2 separate regions of the Gossypium arboreum genome follow, and region 1 is linked to region 2. The links are chromatin contacts, called in public Hi-C maps. All regions are on one chromosome and are shown on one strand. Each heading gives the region's core, a stretch centred on a gene start, on an enhancer-like site or on the middle of the called end of the contact. The rest is flanking DNA. Distances are from core to core; before and after follow the strand shown. Region 1 holds the start of LOC108489710 (LEC14B homolog). Region 2 holds the start of LOC108453990.

Region 1 (2,700 bases), core at 148-2,647, 440 kb before region 2:
AATTTTAAATTAGTAATAGTAAAATTATACTTTAGTCCTCTTAAAATAATAAAAATTAATTTAATCATTTAAAATTATAAAGATAGATTTATTAAAATTGTAAAATTACAATTTTATTATTATAAAATATACAATTTAATTCTGGCCCCTCTCTAAAAAAAATTTCTGACTCCACCATTGTAATTCTTTAAATTTAAAAATTAATAACCTAAATTCGAAATAACCCAAATTCTAAATGAATCCAATTTGTTTGGAGAGACAGATTTTCCCAATAAATGTAAAAGGAGTAGCAGGCAGCTTGGTGGTGCTAGTGAACTGGTTAGGTGCTTGGGCAGTTTCTTACACATTCAACTTCATGATGACCTGGAGTTCCTATGGTAAATCAATCTATTCCCCTTTCAATTTGGGCACAAAATAAATGGAAAAAATATTCTTGGATTACATAATAATGATGTAAATGATATTTTTCAGGCACATTTTATATCTACTCGGGAGTCTCTATAATAACAATCCTATTCGTAGTGAAGTTTGTCCCAGAAACTAAAGGGAAAACATTGGAAGAAATCCAGGCGTGCATCAATTCACATAGATAGATGACACAACAAATCATCATCTGCATTACTTCTTCAAAACATGCCACAAAAATACTCGGGGGAAGATGTCGGATCTTTAGTTCCATGCCCACAACTTCCCCTAATATTTGACGCCACCTAACGCAACGAAACCTGTAGTGACGTTGACGCCATGAAATTTTAACTTTTCATTTCTTTTTTTGCCTTATTTATTATATATATATATATATATATATATATATATATATGTATGTATTGTTTCATGTCAGGTTAATTAGATCCCACTTTGCTTATATATAATATTCATTTGTTGAATTCCAATTTTGAGCAGTAATATAAAGTGGAAATTTTATTCAATTTCAGGATTTCTTTTAGAAATTTATTTACGATTTTTAAAAAATATATTAGATAGTAAAATATACCAAATAATTATAATATATATTCTTATTTTTAAAATTATGTTAGAATTTTGTTTACTCAACTTTAGTTTGACGGGATGATAAGAAAAAAATCAAATAGATGAGTTTATTCAAATTATCAAATAATTTATTCAGATTTAAATTATTTAAAGTTTAAAATAGATAAAATAAAGTTTGATTATCAAATAATTTCATTACTCAAAGACTAAAACCATTTGAAACATTTTCAATTATGCTAAAACTTTGTAGTAATGAAATTGAAAATTAATTATTTGGAATAATATATTTATTTTGAGAATTAATTATCATTTTAACAAAGCGGCCGAGTTTTCAAACGCAACATCAAGCGCGTGTTCTCACAACACATGATCATTATCTAGCACGTGTCCTTCATCTCACTGTATTATCACATATATCTCCAGAAAATAGACAAAGCGAGTATAAAATAAGAGTTCAATCAATCAAATTTCTTTTAGGATCGGCTCTCACATTTGGCTAATCGAATTGGAGGTTTGACACGATTTTTTTTTTGTCTCTTCAATTTTTCTTTCTAAATTTTATTCTAGTTTGGTTGATGAAAAAATGAAGTAAATATTGAGGAACCCAAAAGATTTCACTGTTTTATTTGGATATATTTTTTTTCTATCTTCTAGTTTTTAGTGTGTCATTTGATTGGACTGATTCAATTCACTTCGTTTTCTATATTTGATCCAAAAAAAAAAAAGAAGAAGAAAAATATGTGTTTATTTCCTCTTGTGCATATGGAATTTGAATTGTTGTACTATGATTGTAAATGGTGATGATTTCAAAGTTTGACTCTTATCACTTTCTCTTGTTTTTCTCAACAATTGGAAAAATGATTCTCTTTTAGCAATTTCACTTGAATTGGAGCTTTCTCCAAAGTTTCATCTCATGAGACTTACTAGTATTAATTTCACTTGAGAAATACTTTGAATATCTAAAACTGCATTTTGATTAGCCCTATGTGACTTTTAATTCTGATAGTTTAAATGTTAATGGAGCAAATTACATCTTAGATTTTAATTGTTTGTGTTGTTGAAGAGTGTCACTGTTTGCAGGGTTGACAAAGGACATAACTGAGTTGCAGATTTTACAGTGATATGAAAGGCTTTGATTTTGCTGTTTTAGGTGAAAATTATATATCTGGTGAAATCTAGGTAGTTTGTTACATAATGAGTAGGTTTCGGAAGAATGTTGATGCTTGTAATGATGGGAATGCCCCTAAAGGATATTGTGCAAATCAAGATTATAGTGAGGATTCTGATTATCTTGTTCATGATATTGCTCAACACACAAACCTTAGGTCAGGACCCCATGAACTTCTCTCCCGAGGTGTTCTGGGAAAGCGGAAATTACCTGTTTCCCCGGTCAAAATGTTGGTCGGGCGAGAGGGTAATTTTACAGGTAGAGGGAGATTTTCATCAGCTGATGGTTGCCATGTTTTAAGTCGGTATTTGCCTGTCAATGGTCCCAGGTGCTTGGACCGGCTTCAAAGTCGAGCATATGTGTCACAGTTTTCAGCTGATGGTTCTCTTTTTGTTGCTGGATTCCAGGTATTGTTTCATTCCTTGGGCTATAGGTGAAATACAGAAATACTGATCACTTGTGTATTTGTTGGCTCACTGATTGTATAGCTTTACTTAGCTGAAGTTTTTATGATCTTATTCTTTGGTCTTTGACTGATTTTA
Region 2 (2,733 bases), core at 127-2,626:
ACTTCAAGAAAAAAGAATTGTGGGAACAAAACATAGTTAATAAGACCAACAGGCTAACAAACAGGTTGCCTAAATAACTTAAGAGAAAGGCTAGTATCCACTTCAAAGACAAGTGAAACATGTTCAACATCCTCCTTTTGATTCCACAAGGACCACAAGTTGGACATAAGCAACAAAATCTAGACAACAGTCAAGAAACACCATGGAGAGGAAACCCCTAGTTTAACTTTGGCTTTCGTATAATGGATAATAGGAAGAAGTGATCTGCACTTAAAAGGCGCTAATGACCATTTGTTGCAAGTAAAAGAACCAAGTTTAATTAGCTAGGTACATACAATAAACACGTGAATATGAGCCTCACAACTTATACTAGTTGCTAGATAACCAATCCAATAGGAAATAAAAAAACTATTTATAAGAACTTTATGATTTTAATGGTTCATGATCTTTTGACTCTTGACTAGTGTTCTCTAAAATCTAAGGCAGGCATACTAATCTTCCCAACAATCCTTGGAAAAAATTAACTTTCTCCATCATCAACTTTACTGGTGAAAGAAGTCATGAAATGAAAACTAAAGACATTTATAGAGTAAGATAAGATAAGATTAGATTGAAATTGGGAATACCTCCAAAATGATGCAAAACAATGGAAGCAGCAACAGTGACATTCAAAGAGGCAGTGCCACCTCCATATTGAGGAATGTAAACAAAGAAATCACATATCTCACATTCCTTAGCTGAAAGCCCTGTCCCCTGTAAAACATTAAAGAACAAAAGAAATTGTAAAATTTAGAAGGAAAAAGTAAAACCCAAGAATCAGAAATTTCAGCTAAATTTAGAAAGTAGGCTTTAACTTTACCTCATTACCAAGAAGAAAAGCAGTGCTTTTCTTGAAAGGATGATCAGTTATGGAAACAGCGTCCTCTGTGATCTCAACCCCGCAAATATCACAATCTTTCTCCTTAAAATACAGTAAAAAAATTCAAAAACAAATTAGGATCCAAATTGAAAAAGTTTAAGAAATAAGGATTTAGAGGAATGGGTTGGTTAGACGTTTACTTTAAGGAAGAGGCGAGCGTCGGTGAGGGAATGGAAGTGGCGGAAACGGAGATGGGAGGTGGAGCCGTGGCTGCCGAAGGCGTTGAAGTCACGGCGGCCAACTAAGATTAGTTCGGCGACTCCAAAGGCGGTGGCGCTTCTAGCTAGGGTTCCGACGTTGTGCCTCTTTGCTATATTGTGAACCACCACGTAGCTCTCTATAGCCATTTTTCTCCTTTACTCATTCATCTTCCAAAAGAAGAGAGCTTGGTAGACATGGAGGGGTTTTCTAGGGTTTTTTTCTTCTACTGGCCTGCTTTGCCCTTTTAGGCCAAGGCCCATTATCTTTTCTAATTTCTTTTTTAATTTTTTTAAGGTTAAACAAAATATTTAGCAAATTATTCTCTATATTCTAAAAGAGCAATCGTCACTTAGGATCCAAAATAAATTGGCCAATGGGTTTGGTTAAAATATCACACAAATTCCTGTACTTTTTTGAAGAATGAGAATTTAATCACTTTACTTTTATCTTATAGAATTTAGTTTGTCTACTTTTTAGATTTAAAATTTAGATCTAAATATTAGCATTGTTAATTTCTTTTGTTAAACTCAATATAATTACAAGGTTATTTTTTAATTACATGGTTACAAGTGAATATTTTTTTCAAAAATTCACAGCAACAAATTGAACAAAAAAATAGTGTTAACAATTAGACCTAAATTTTAAAATCAAAAGTAAAGAGACTAAATTCTATGAAATAGAAGTATAATGACTAAATCCTTAATTTTCTAAAAGTATAAAGACTAATAACATATTTTAAGCTTTGGGTTTCTAGCAAATGAAAATCGGGCTAAATAATTATTACTAAAATAATTTTAGAATATGTATATTGTTATAAAATAAAGAGAGATGGAAAGAATAAAGAATAAAGAAAATATGAAAGAAATAGAGAATGAACTTTATTGATAAAAAGGAGTAGAGATCTAATTCTAATAGTTATTAAAATTTAAAGTATATCAAAACTTTATCTTTATCATGATGGACATTCACTTAATAAGATATTCATAACACTCCCCCTTGGATGTCTATTGGTAGATAATGTGTCTCGTTAAAACCTTATAAGGAAAAACCCAGATTATACAATCTTTTATTACAAGCTGTCTCGTTAAAAACCTTTACCAAGAAAACTCAATGGGACAAAACCTTGGTTAAAGGAAAAGAGTACAACTTGTTTTTAGACTCCCCCTAATGGCAACATACATTTCATCTTTGAGTCAACGCATTCCAATCTTGTGTAGTAGTCTTTCAAATGTTGAAGTTGGCAATGTCTTAATAAAATGATCTGTTACATTCTCACTAGAACGAATTTGTTGAACATTTATATCACCTCTTTTCTCAAGATCGTGGGTGAATAATAATTTTGGTGAAAATTGATTAGGACCAAGAAACTCTTCACCATCCTCGCAAGGACGAAATTGATCTTTATTCACATCTAATGATCATACAACCATCGAAGTACTTAATGGGTGTGCTTTATCCATGTAAAATTTCTTTAATACCTTTTCTATATAAGTATTAAAATTTCTTTAATACTTAATGGGTGAAAATTAATTAGGACCAAGAAACTCTTCACCATCCTCGCAAGGACGAAATTGATCTTTATTCACATCTAATGATCGTACAACCATCGAAGT

Evidence for each region. Hi-C and Micro-C count contacts between places; a contact is called where the count stands out from the background.
Region 1: a contact with region 2 is called in a Hi-C map of leaf, with 3 times the contacts expected there. The contact joins the promoter of LOC108489710 here to the promoter of LOC108453990 in region 2. A contact is called at or near these places in 2 of 5 Hi-C or Micro-C datasets (both in leaf).

What each region holds. Positions count from the first base shown.
Region 1 is chr10:100,720,823-100,723,522 of ASM2569848v2, reverse strand. It overlaps LOC108489710 (LEC14B homolog), which reads left to right and starts at 1,397. Exons shown (of 10, transcript XM_017794415.2): 1 at 1,397-1,501; 2 at 2,071-2,565. The coding sequence starts at 2,185. LOC108488552 (sugar transporter ERD6-like 16) reads left to right here. Exons shown (of 18, transcript XM_017792833.2): 17 at 263-377; 18 at 472-929. The coding sequence ends at 593.
Region 2 is chr10:100,281,079-100,283,811 of ASM2569848v2, reverse strand. It overlaps LOC108453990, which reads right to left and starts at 1,376. Exons shown (of 4, transcript XM_053020664.1): 1 at 1,060-1,376; 2 at 860-958; 3 at 627-753. The coding sequence starts at 1,266.